Linked DNA regions of Mus musculus: regions 1, 3 and 4 are each linked to region 2. A link is a contact called in public ChIA-PET and promoter capture Hi-C data. All regions are on one chromosome and are shown on one strand. The core of a region is the stretch at or near the end of the contact, and the rest is flanking DNA. Distances in the headings are between cores, read along the strand shown.

Region 1 (3,123 bases), core at 144-2,643, 780 kb after region 2:
ACATAGGCCTCAACAGCTAGTGTTCTCACACAAAATAAATCTTCAAAACAAACCAAACAAAGAAAAAGCCCAGCACATAGGCCTCAACACCTGACTAAATAGAAACATAGTCCATAAGTCCCCAAGTAAAAACTTCCTCAATGTTCTAATCTTGCTTTTTGACTTCCACAGTTCTGCTTCTCGCTAACTGAAGCATGCCAATCAAGATGGTCTTTGTACATAAAGTCAAAGAGCTGCAAGGCTCAAGGTTACATGATTTGGGCAAGTTCTCTGTGCAGCTAGCAGGCAAAAATAAAGACTTTCCTTTTGGCTTTCAGAGTGTCCACGTGATGGTCTCTGTGGGCTTACTCGCAACAGGTTCTCAATACTCTCCTCCTCATTAACACAAGGAACAATGATGGCAGACTTCAATAGCAATGAGGAGGTTCATAGTGGGAAATTTAGTTTCAAAATAGGACTGGAGAGATGGCTCAGTAGTTAAGAGCACGGACTGCTTTCCCAAAGGTCCTGAGTTTAATTCCCAGCAACCAAATGGTGACTCACGATCATCTGTAATGGAATCCCATGCCGTCTTCTGGTGTGACTGAAGACAGCCATAGTGTACTCATATATATAAATAAACTTTAAAAGAAAAAAAGGTTGCATGGAGGCTAGAAGATTCTAGGCCTAGGCAAACAGGTAGAGGTAGTCTTTGAGACAATTACTATAAGCGAATAAAATATACTTTTATAAAGGAGGGAGAAGGGATGAAAAAGAAAAGAGGAAGATACAGGAATAATAGGAATAAAGGGTAGATTACTGAATCTACGGCTTTTTTTTTGAGACAGGGTTTCTCTGTGTAGCCCTGGCTGTCCTGGAACTCACTCTGTAGACCAGGCTGTCCTCGAACTCAGAAATTTGCCTGTCTCTGCCTCCCAAGTGCTGGGATTAAAGGCGTGCGCCACCACCGCCCGGCAAAACACAGCTTTTGTTATACTTACTACACATTATCTACCTTCTTGTCCCTGACAATCTCATACTGCTCCAACTTTAAAGGAGTTCTCAGAATCTCCAAACAACTTATCTAATCCCCTTCACTTCTTGACCATTCCATTCGAGCTAGAGGGGACAGGTCACCAGGCAGGTAGGCCGGCTGTAAGTCGACCTGATTACCGAGTTCTAGGATTAAAGAAAAGTGTGAGGCACCACGCCCAGCAGCAACTCTATTTCTCTCTCCCCCTCTCACTTGAGATCGAGCTCTCAATAGGCAACCTAAACTGGCTTCCAACAGAGAAGCGATTTTTCCTGCCAGTTTTCCGATTGGCCGAACTTGAAGAGCCCGCTACCTCACCCATATTTTTCATATCGTTTACATGTTAAGCTGCAACGGGCTCACAGAGGAAGTGACGTGCTTCTAGAAGTCCAGTGACTCTGAGGAAGGTACTCGTGATAGAGATAGGGCACAAACCAAGTGCTGGAGCCCAGTGCATCTATGAAATTGGCAGAGTGACCACCTGGAGGAAACCGGAATGAAAAACGTCCCAACCACACCAAGAGAAGCCGCGGAAAGGACTTGAGACTCCCCGGACCCGCCCCAACGCCCGTCCCACTGAAGTTTTCAGTATTGCGCAAGCGCCGCGCCTAGCGCGTCATCCGAGGCGACGGTACATTAGGACGCAGGCGCGGCTCACACCGCTCCAGTTGCCGGCGCAGGTCCTGTGACGTCACGCGCCGGCGAAGGTGGTCCACGACCGCCGGCCTCGGCTGCTCTCAGGCTGATTCGGCGTCGGCCGGTCGCCCTCCCGCGCCGGCTGCAGTACGAGCCCAGGAGAGCACCGTCGGCCTCCCCACGCGTTGCGTTGCGTTGCGTTGCGTTCACTTCCGTGTCGCAGATTTCCGGTTACCGCCATCTTCCTCGCGCGGAAGCCGGCTTCTAGGTGGGAGCTCCGTAGCGAGAGCAGTGGGTAGTTCGGTCGGTGCCATGCCGTCATCGCCGCTGCGGGTGGCGGTGGTGTGCTCGAGTAACCAGAATCGGAGCATGGAAGCACACAACATCCTCAGGTAGTGCAAGCTCCACCTGCCCTCCGCCCCTCCCTCCTCTTTCCCACAGATTCTTGTCCAGACCCCGACCCTGTACTGACTGGGCCGCGGAGGTCGGGCCACGCCCGGCTTCCACGCTCAGCGAGCCCTCAGTGGGGTCCGTGCGCGCGACACCCTCGGTAGTGTAGGCATCCCCGTAAACCCTAGAGGTGGCCACACGACAGCTGGGGCCCTCTGGGTGCTGGACGACCGGGCAGTATCACGGGGTAGGCCAAGGTCTTTCCGTGCTGCGAAGGGTGCCTGGTGTTTATCTTTCCCGTATATGTGTCGTCCGGCCACCTTGGAAAGCTCTCCACACGTCACATCAAGATGGAACGAGTCTGGAAGCAACAACAGTGATCTGAGGTGTTAACGTCAGGGACTGTTTATTGCTGTCTTCGTTTGCAAGTCTCATGCACCAGCCACCACCCCTCTCAGCCCCATAACTTTAGTCAGTAATTTCTGGAGCACACGAATTCATTTGGTTCAGTGGGACCTCCTCATATTTCTTCACGAATTCACCAGTTTCTAGTAGGGCATTCATCTTTGATAGTATTTTATCTTAAAAAAAAAAATCTCTTGACAAAATGAGAAACTGATGCATTGTATTACAGTTAAAATGGGGGTTTGTACATTTCAACTTAGTGCAGTAGAAATGTCTTTTTTCCCCCAGAGTTAACTGTTTGTGAACTTTTAAAACTTTTTTAAATATTATTTTTTGGCAATTTCGGGTTTTTTTTGTTTTTTTTTTAACCCTCAAAACAGGGTCTCTGTGTAGTTCTGGCTGTCCTGGAACTCACTCTGTATACCTGGTCGGTCTCAGACTCAGAGAATTGCCTGCCTCTGTCTCGCAGCTACTGCAATTAGAGGTGTGCTGCTGGTTTTGAACTCACTTTTCACCTGCCTCCCTTGTGTTGTTATTACTAATAGGAGTTTGCCACCATACCAAGCACTGTCTTGTGTTTTCTTAGTCACCCAGAGTGTTAGTTGCCTATTATCTCAAATTCTAAAGTTTCATTCTTTGTAATGCTTAGTACATAGACCAGTAGTTCTCAACCTTCCTAA
Region 2 (3,323 bases), core at 511-3,010:
TGTCCCAACGCATGTAAGAGTTCCTTCACGGGCAGGGAAACTGAAGCAGGAAAGAACCTCTCATTACCCACATGAACCAGATAGACAGGGAGAAAAAGAAGCAGGCAATAGAATCTCAGTGATGGGGATGGGGGGGGGGAGGGGAGACACACCCTGAGAACCTGCCCACAATAGCAGGAAGGTCAGGCTGCGGTTCCCTCCATGAGTTGCCCTCTTCTAGAACCAATGCCTGAGCCTAAGTGCTCCAGCAGACCCCACCTCCACCTCCTCAGGTGCTCCTACCTGGATCACAGACTCCGCAGGGCAGACACTTGCTCAGGCCATTTGCATGGGCGGTATATGTCTGTGGGGGACAGGGGGCACACACTGTGCCTGTATGCTCACTGCAGACCTGCTTCACATGGTAACCTGCAGCCAGGACCCACAGTTCCTCAGCAGGGTTGGGGGTTAATCCACAGAAACCTTCCCTTCCCTGTACCCTCACATGGGTCTAGCAAGTATGGCACCAACCACAACTAAAGCCCCACAGGACTTGTTGGCCTTCTGTCTGCCCTCTATGAACAATTCAGAAACACAGAGATGGGGCTTCCTAAATCCCTTAGAACTGGCTCTGACCCCAGCCCACTTTCAGTCTCAGTCTCTGGTTATAAAGCCTGCCCTACCCCCCGGGCCCACCCCAGGCAGTGAACTTCAAAGGTTCCAGACACCGAGGACTATCCCTGAACTGAACACTGTACAGCCGTTGGACTGAGGACCCAGAGGCCCAGAGGCTCAGGACAGGAGTTCCTCCCTGGCACAGCACTTCCTCCTGGGAACTCCCACCTGGGTTGCACATGGGGCAGCACTCGTCTCCCACAAGGAACTCCTCCTGTCTGCATGAGGGCTGGGCAGAGATGCGCTGCAGCAAGTTCAAAAGGAAGACACAAGGCACCTGGGAGAGGAGATGAGTGCTGGAGGAGAGGACTACCTCCATCGCTATGGCTCTCCCTCCCCAACCCCCCCACCAGGCTGGTCCAGGCCCTCAGTGCATGCTCTGCTTCTTGAAGTGAGGAAACAGCACAACTTCAGTGTCTCTGTAGGAGGGGCTCGGGCCCAGGCCTGCTTAACCTACCTTCTGCCTTCATTGCCTGACAGTGTAAGACCTGAGAGGCAGCAGGGTCAGCTGGGGCTGGGAACAGGCTCTTCAGAATCCTAGGGACAGCTGACTGATGGTTAGTATATCCTACTTGAGCAAACAGGATAGACACTCTGTCTGGCTCCTGCTAGCCTGCCCTGATCTCTGTCTCCACTCTGTGAGGGTGCTTATCCTCAGGGACAGAGATACCTATGGTTGGCCTCTTGCTACAGGGCCTGTCCAGAGACAGCCAGGGTTCTGCCAAGGGCTACTATGCTCATAGCACCACCTCCTGCCCTTTAAAGAGAGCCATAGTAGGTGTCTGTGAGTGGAGGCCCGGGAGTGGAGGGGCAGAGGCCTGCCTTCCTGTAGCCTCCCAACCTGAGGTTGTTATCAATTATCTCCAGAGATTTGCAGATCCAAGCAGCATAAAGCCCCGTGAGCTAGCTGCCCAGACAGAGCTAAGGGACAGGAAATGTCTGGGGTGGGCTGTGGCTGGAGTTGGGCCGGAAGGAGCTTGGAGGCTGTAAAGGGCTCGGGAACTCACCAGCCTGAAGGTGTTGTCTGTAGGGGCCTGGCTCCAGGGTGCCGACCCCCATCCTGGGAGAGGTTCCATTTTCTTGATCAAGAAACTTCAGGCCAAGAGCCCCATGGGCTCTGAACCTCCTCACACACTCTCATGAGCCTTGGCAAGGAAAAGTGAAAATGAAAGAAAAAATAGTCTCTCTGACTGAAGTCTGTTAGAGGCAGATGGAGCACATTAAGTACACACGGGGCGTGGTGCTGGGAGGGCCCTAAAGTCCAAACAGAGCCTCAGCTTCAGACTCCATACAGGGACACTAGCAAGTTTTCCCAGCCTGTATATATACCCTCTGGAAGTATGTCTGTCTCCCAGGTCACTACAAACACCTCGGTGCTTACCTTGAATTTTCTGACAGACAAACTGAAATAGGAACCTCTCAGCCTCAGGGAACTGGGAACTTGATCTTTTGACCTACCTCCCAACTCACCCCTCTCACCGGACCCTCCCCCTTTAAGCTTCCAGTCACTTCCCAGACACCACGTCAGGGTTATCCCCATTACCAATTTATCACTGCCCGCTTCTTCAGCCTATACGCTTCTGAGCACATTCGGCGCTAGGAACAGGAGCCAGCCTTCTTTATCTTCTAAGGGTGAAGCAGGGTTTCTTATCATCTTTGAGCAGGCTATGGGCTTCTCTAACTGGCCCCTGAGCGGGACTAGGCGGAGCAGACTAATTTTCCTTTTGCAGATGAGGATGGGGGCTTTGAGTAGGACTACAGGGTAGTATGCTGGGCTTCCTCAGCCCACAGACTGGCTGAGGTCATGGGGTGGGGGCCTACTACAGACCTAGGCTGTTGAGAGCTTTTGGTGCTTCTAGGAATCTGGCATCTGTCACTGGGCTCAGACAAAGAAGTCGGCATGTCAGAAACAATGACCACGGGGCTTTGTTTACTGCTTTGCTGACCACTTAACGTTAGCCTTGTGTCATCCTTGCGCTTACTACTTGTCACATCCTTGGTCACTCTCTTGTGTGGTCTCCTTGTTTACTACTTGTTTACTTGGTTGCTTTGTCTTTGATCTAAGAACTGACCATGGGTTTTGTTTGTTTGTTTTTGTTTTGTTTTGTTGCATAAACCTAGAATGATATAAAAGCAGGCGGGAGAGAAACAGCTGCTTCAGCCGCGGTACGGGCTGGAGTCAGGTTATAGTGTTGTCTGTTTTCTTTTTCAATACTCACTCCCTCCCTTGAGACCCTGTTGACTGGCTGAGCTGGCTTGGTCACGAGGCTCCAAAGAGAAATAAGGAACCCCAAAGGCGCACAGAACATGAAGCTCCTCCAAGATTCTTTGACCAGGGCTACTGTGCGTCTCTCAACCCCTCGACTGACCGTTAAAACTAACCACAAATTATTGCTCCAGCTGAATCGGTCACCACCCTCATAGGTTTGGCTGGCCCTGGACTGATTTCCCTCATAGCTGGGACCTGCCCACACCCAGAACAACACACCCTGTTCCAATGAACCCTGTGAGCCAGGCTAGAGGACACCTGGCCCTGACCCAACGACAGCTCTCTCTGGGTTTTGACTCTGAGTTTTGGTTACTATTGTAGTGATGAAACACCATAACCAAAAGCAACATGAGGAAGCGAGGGTTGGTTGGGTTACACTTCCACATTGTAAGTTACCAGA
Region 3 (3,041 bases), core at 521-3,020, 670 kb after region 2:
GAAGTCATACCAAATAACACCAACCAATCATTGCTGCAAGAACACCTCAGCTCCCATAAGAGAACACCAATTTATGAGCAGCAGTGTTTCCTAGCGTACATATGTTTTTTTGCTTTTAGAAGCACAATGTTTTAATTATAGAAAGCAAGGACTCTTGATATTTTCCTACTGCTTATTAGTAGGTTTTAGGATTGTATTGTCAGGATCACTTTAAAAATTACTAGTTGAGGGCTGGAGAGATGACTCAGTGGTTAAGAGCACTGACTGCTATTCTGAAGGTACCGAGTTCAAATCCCAGCAACCACATGGTAGTTCACACCCATCCAAAATGAGATCTGATGCCCTCTTCTGGGGTGTCTGAAGACAGCTACAGTGTACTTACACATAATAAATAATTAAATTTAAAAAAATTACTAGTTGAACCAGGCATAGTAACACATGCTTGTCATCTGAGCACTGTGGGGTAAGAGCAAGGTCAGGGTCAGCCCTGGCTGTACATCAAATCCGAAGCCAGCCAGGGATACACCAGCCCTGTCTCAAAACAAAACAAATACAAAACAACAATGACCAAATAAAACAACTCAATTAAAAAATGCTTACATAGGTGCGCATAATTCCAGAGTGTGAGAGGCAGAGATGTCTATTTCTGTGAGTTCAAGACTAGCCTGATGTACACAGTGAGTTCCAGGCCAGACAGGGGTACATAGTGAGACACTATCTTTTTTTTTTTTTTTTTTTTTTTCGAGACAGGGTTTCTCTGTGTAGCTCTGGCTGTCCTAGAACTCACTTTGTAGACCAGGCTGGCCTCGAACTCAGAAATTCCCCTGCCTCTGCCTCCTGAGTGCTGGGATTAAAGGTGTGTGCCACCATGCCGGCTCAGTGAGACACTATCTTAAAAGACAAAAACAAACAAAGGAAAGAACCCAACAACAACAAAATTCTTGCGTAAGTTTCTGAGTTGAGTTTCATTTTTAAAAATCGTTAAAACTTGGCTTGTGGTTAGGACAGAATTTCCAACTGATACGGTTCTAAAACATACGTCAATTCAACAAAATCAAACACACTTTGGTTTTGATAAAATCAAAACATCAACTCTGAAAAATGCTGAAGATACTCTATGTCCAGTGGTATGGGATATTCAGTCAAGATTTAATGATCTGTGCGAAAATTTAAAAAGCACATCTTCTCATTCGTAAGCCAGTTTGCCTTTGCTTTTAAGTGGTAAAACTGCACTGTGCCATTGTGTTCTAAAGACTTGTTTTTTGTTTGCTGAGACAGGGTCTCTCTACATAGACCTGGTTGTCCAGGAACTCACTAAGTGGACCAGGCTGGTCTCCGGCACCGGGCAAAGAATTGTTTTAAGATAGACTTAAGGTTGATTATCAGTAAACGTTTGATTTGCATATGGAAAGGGTTTTCTAGTGGAAAAGGTTTAAGAAGCTCCAACTCACTGTGCGAGATCTGAAGGAGAAACCTTACTAGTTTTCAAACAACCAAGAAAAAAACAAAGGAAGGTTTCACCAAAAGCAGAGCTGAGGCAAGGCACAACCTCAAACCTCTCCACAAAATGACCTTCAGGGATAAAAGGGGCCAGGAAGCATCTCACAGCCGGCGGCTACTTGGGGAGATCAGGCGACAGAGCAAGCGTCCTGCAGGAAGGCGGGGCCTCTGAGGCTCGACCAATGAGCGCCCCGTCGCTATGCTGCTGGCCCCGCCCCCATGGTGCTGACCCCGCCCCCATCCCGGCAGCGTCCAAGACTCGGAGAGCACGGGGGTTCCTCGCACGTTCGCCACTGAGCGCTTCTCGTCTTGTGACTTTCTGGTCAGATTTTAGGATCCTTGAAATCAAGCCCCTGGGTCTGACCTAGAGGGCGGCACCTTCGCGGCCTCAGAGGATTGGCTCCTTCACCTTGGTCTCGGTGGAACGTTCCGGAATGTACCACAGGCCAGAGGAGCGACACCTGCACGCTGGCCCAGCATGGCGGACCCCGCAGAGGTGGGACGCTCCGGAGGCGCCCACAGGAGGCCGCAAGGCGGTGCTGTGGCCCCGCATCGTCGCCCGCCCCGTGGTTTGCGGTGGGCCGCTACGGAAGGTGCGAACGCGCCGTGAGGGTGTCCTGGCTCCCCGTGGTGGGCCGCGGTGGAACGTTCTGGAAGGTGCCATTGTGTGCCTGTGTGGAGTGTGTCCTTCCCCCCCCCCCCGTAACAGCTTCCGGTGCGTCACGTCCGGCTCTCTCCCCGCCCACCCGTGTGTGTGTCCCAAATCTAAACCCTTAGGAGGGCTGTGGGAGGGCTCGCGGCTCTCGCCCTTGACTCTGGACCGCTCTGCCTAAAGCTGCTCGGCCCCGAGGCGGGCGCGGGCTGCATCTTCCGTGGGCGTGGGCTGAGGCTCTGCATAAACTCCAGTGGCAGCCCCAGAACTGAACCCCATCGGGGGCCGGGGGCATCCCGTCCTGGAGTCAGCCCGGGTTGGCACCGGGCGCGCAGGTGGCGGGCTTCGCCGGGCTGGACGCACAGGTAGGGTGGGGACAGTGATGGGCACCGGGGCGGGGGGATCGCGGGCGGGCTGTGACTGCAGCAGGCGCCGGAAAGGAAGCGATACCCAATGACAGGTGCAGGCACCCTGTCATCTGTCGGCGTGTACTGATTTTGCCTCCCCAAACGTCTTATTTTGTGCCGTGGAATGGGCGACTCAGCCAGGTCCCAAGCCTCAACTTTATTTTAGCCTGCCAGCGGTTTTTCTCCAACCGGTACTTTTCAGGCATGAAACAGGCTCTTTGCAGCATTGATGTTTTGAACCCTTGAAATGCAAAATAAAACAAAAAGTAAAACTGCAGACTGGGGGTGGGGGTGGGGGGGCCCTTGTTCAGTGTTTGTCTAGTCGCCCGCTCATGGGATGAATGTACTCTATTAAAAAAAACTGGAAAATAATTTTTTGTGCTTTTTTTTCTTTTTCTTTTTTCTTTTAAGACAGGATCTTTACAGGGTAGCCCAGTCTGGCCTTAAACTTGTGACCCTCCTGCCTCATCCTCTCAGTACCG
Region 4 (3,382 bases), core at 188-2,687, 900 kb after region 2:
GTTTTTTGAGACAGGGTTTCTCTGTGTAGCCCTGGCTGTCCTAGAATTCAATCTGTAGACCAGGCTGGCCTTGCAACTCAAAAGAGATCCATCTGACTCTGTTTCCCAAGTGCTGGGATTAAAGGCGTGGGCCACCACCACCCAGGAAAGTATAGGGATCTTAACAAGGTTGGCTTTACTCACCTCCTGGAAGACTAGAAACTTGCTAGTTCCCGGGATTGTGTAAGGAGGATGCTTTGCTTGGTCTCTTTCCAAAACTTGTTTCCACTTGCCCTTTCTCTTATTGTCCCTGACTCTACAAAGACCTGTCCCGATACGGGTTGTTGTGAACATGACCATTTCTCTGATGGATTTATTTACTTTTATTCATCTCCTTGAACCTTTAGTTATGCAATCCAAGGAGAAACACATCAAATAAAAGCTGGCCATGTTGAGGACTGGGAGCACCAAGGTGAGGGCTGGAATCTAGAGACTCCATTTGCCTTTTGTGGCTAAACCCAGGGTGAGAGTCTGAACTAAAGACAGACTAAAATGCATAAACCTTCCTGTTTGGGCTAGCGCAGTGGTTAAGTGCTTGCCACATAAACCCGACAACTTGAATGAGATCCCTGGAATTCACTTCCTTAAATGTGGAAGAAGAGAAATGACTCCATGTGTGCTGTGGCATATGCAGGTGCACATTGTGCCTCCCCTCTCGAAACATCATTAGAAAAGACAAATATCTCCAGCATCCCCTCTCGAAGGTAGGGTACACGCAACATCACTTTGTGACCTCAGTTACACAGCTGGGACGACAGCCTGCAATTTCTGCCCTCTTATTGGTTTATGTAACTTTAGCTAGGTTAATGCCTGAGAATGAGATATTTGGCCACTTTGTGTTAAGAATCCACAGAAATCCCTCATGCGAGGCATACGTAGTTTCTCAAATGAAGGAGAACCCTAGTCTTGCACCCCTGTCCATCGGAGCCAGCAGGACTTTCTGGTCCACACTGAGGTGCAGTGGATTGCTAGGCTCTTGCCAAGGAAAGCAGCAGCCGTATTCTGAAGAAGCTGCTTTTAAGTTTTGGGATAAAAATTAACGTGTGTGTGAGGATATTTAAATTTTTCCTCAGGGGGCTGGTGAGATGGCTCAGTGGGTAAGAGCACCCGACTGCTCTTCCGAAGGTCCGAAGTTCAAATCCCAGCAACCACATGGTGGCTCACAACCATCCGTAATGAGATCTGACTCCCTCTTCTGGAGTGTCTGAAGACAGCTACAGTGTACTTATATATAATAAAAAATAAATAAATCTTTAAAAAAAATTTTTTTTTCCTCAGGGCACACTAAAGAAATTAGGACTTTTTTCACTTGAGATTAGCGGCAGGGTAGGACCGCGGAGCAGGAACAGGGCGGAGTTTCTGAGGCCTCAAGAAGCAGAGCGCCCCATTCTGCAGCCAGCCTATCCCACAGGACTATTAAACGACCTGCCGCCCTAACAGGAGGAGCGCCACTTGTCACTTCCGCAGTCCTACGGTCCATGGCGGTACCCGGAGGCTAACCGGCTTGGGAGAGACGAAAGGAAAAAAATATATATATATATACTGTAAAGTCCGCGTGCACGCAGAGAGCACTCTCCGGGATTGTGGTGGGTGTCGGGTGTGGGCACTTTTTACCCGGAACGTTGTTGCTGCTGGACAACAGCGGCAGGGGAAGCGTCCCCTCCAACCGGAAGCGATCGCCTTCGGGCACGCAAGGATCGAGTTAGCGCAGAGCCGGGCACCAGAGGGCGCTGCGTAGGACCAGGGACCGGAAGTGGTCGAGGTCAGAGGCGACCTGATCGGTCCTAACTTCCGGGATTCGGTGGGCCTGTTGCGGGGCTCAGATGATGAGCGGCGGCGGAGCTCGCTTGGCCTGCGTCTGTTTGGTGCGTGCGAGCGTCGATATCGTCCTGCGCTGTGGGTTTCGCTGCCTGAGCGGGAACCGTGGGTGGGCGGCTTACAGCGACCACGCTGGTGGAGAGAAGTAGGGACAGGATTTGCGCTCAGAGCGACTTTTGAAGATGTCTCCTTATCGCGGGTCAGGGGGACCCAGGGTGATGGGATATGCGAGGCCTGCGGCCGAGAGCACTGCCCGTCGCCGCTGCGTGACCTCAGCTGGTTCCTGTGTTCTAGCTTTGAGCGCTGCCGCCGGACCAACTGCTCACCATGTTCCTGGCGCGCCTGACTTCACGGCTGGCCAGGACTGTTGTTCCCTGGGCAGGTAAGACGCCCCTGGACGCGGAATCCACACCTGACTTGGGGATGGGAATCATCGCGGCCCAGCTCGCCTTCAGTAGTCTCCTGTCGCTACTGGGAATAAGAGCCTGGGCACAAACCTTTTCCTGCGAGCTTGCATGTAGTATGTAGGAGCACATCACAACTCCAGACGGAAGGATAAGGGGCAGGCCTTACCATTTGGGTCTACATGTTGCCCTAGCCTGGGTAGTAGTGGTGTTCTGATCTGCTGTGATGGCACTAGTAGCAACTGTGTTGTTTCCCCAGGTTTCAGTCGTTCCTGCCCTGGCTCCGGGGTGATTGGCAGCTATGCTTTTCGACCCCTTTACAGTTTGCAGCCTGCAAGCCCAAGTCGGGCTGCCTCCCTCCCTGGTAAGAGGACCCAGTCAGAGCTTGAGGAGTTCCTGGTCCCCAGGAAGATGGCCATCAGTCCTCTAGAGAGCTGGCTGACTGCTCAATACTTATTGCCCAGACGGAATGTCGAGGTCCCAGTGACTCTGGCTCCCTCCCAGTTCTACGAATGTCCACCTAGGCAGGGGGAGGAGGAAGCCCAGCAGGGAGTCAGGGAAGCCTGGGATGCCACTCCAGTGCAGTGCAAAAACGTGCTGAAGATCCGAAGGCGAAAGATGAACCACCACAAGTACCGTAAACTGGTCAAAAGGACCCGGTTTCTACGTCGCAAGGTCCGGGAAGGACGTTTGAAGAAGAAGCAGGTGAATATGGGCACTCCCTTGGACCTAGACTGACAGTGGTTAAAAGAGGCTTTGCTCGTTATAATAAGTTGGTTGTCTCCTCTGCCCTTGCAGATCAAATTTGAGAAAGACTTGAAGCGCATCTGGCTTAAGGCAGGCCTGAAGGAAGCCCCTGAGAACTGGCAGACCCCGAAGATCTACCTGAAGAACAAATAATCTGGGTTCCTGTCCCTCTGGCTCTCTTGCTGCTTCTGACCCACTATAATAAATATTGGAAGGACTCAATTATTCTAGGCCGACCTAGAGTTTCTTTGGCTTGGTGTGAGATCTCTTCGGGTAAAAAAAGACTCTGTCATAGGAACCCAGGGCCCAAGTGTGCCTAATTGTCCTTGACCTCCAGCCTGACTAATCTGCCTCATTTAGAGATGTGTGCTCTG

Evidence for each region. Promoter capture Hi-C pulls out the DNA fragments that hold promoters and counts their contacts. ChIA-PET counts read pairs in DNA pulled down with a chosen protein or histone mark.
Region 1: a contact with region 2 is called in an RNA polymerase II ChIA-PET map of memory CD8 T cells, with 6 read pairs. The contact joins the promoter of Ssu72 here to the promoter of Tnfrsf14 in region 2.
Region 3: a promoter capture Hi-C map of pre-B cells shows a contact between it and region 2, with 4 times the contacts expected there. The contact joins the promoter of Slc35e2 here to the promoter of Tnfrsf14 in region 2. A contact is called at or near these places in 2 of 39 promoter capture datasets (the HPC-7 cell line and pre-B cells), 1 of 484 Hi-C or Micro-C datasets (B cells) and 1 of 115 datasets of contacts at active chromatin or transcription factors (memory CD8 T cells).
Region 4: a contact with region 2 is called in an RNA polymerase II ChIA-PET map of memory CD8 T cells, with 9 read pairs. The contact joins the promoter of Aurkaip1 here to the promoter of Tnfrsf14 in region 2. A contact is called at or near these places in 1 of 39 promoter capture datasets (erythroid cells) and 1 of 115 datasets of contacts at active chromatin or transcription factors (memory CD8 T cells).

The regions. Positions count from the first base shown.
Region 1 is chr4:155,703,422-155,706,544 of GRCm38.p6, forward strand. It overlaps Ssu72 (Ssu72 RNA polymerase II CTD phosphatase homolog (yeast)), which reads left to right and starts at 1,394. Exons shown (of 5, transcript NM_026899.3): 1 at 1,394-2,040. The coding sequence starts at 1,961.
Region 2 is chr4:154,926,317-154,929,639 of GRCm38.p6, forward strand. It overlaps Tnfrsf14 (tumor necrosis factor receptor superfamily, member 14 (herpesvirus entry mediator)), which reads right to left and starts at 1,761. Exons shown (of 8, transcript NM_178931.2): 1 at 1,662-1,761; 2 at 823-931; 3 at 283-408. The coding sequence starts at 1,730.
Region 3 is chr4:155,599,646-155,602,686 of GRCm38.p6, forward strand. It overlaps Slc35e2 (solute carrier family 35, member E2), which reads left to right and starts at 1,771. Exons shown (of 9, transcript NM_177186.4): 1 at 1,771-2,093.
Region 4 is chr4:155,829,832-155,833,213 of GRCm38.p6, forward strand. It overlaps Aurkaip1 (aurora kinase A interacting protein 1), which reads left to right and starts at 1,438. Exons shown (of 4, transcript NM_025338.4): 1 at 1,438-1,904; 2 at 2,152-2,239; 3 at 2,521-2,966; 4 at 3,060-3,267. The coding sequence starts at 2,185. The coding sequence ends at 3,161.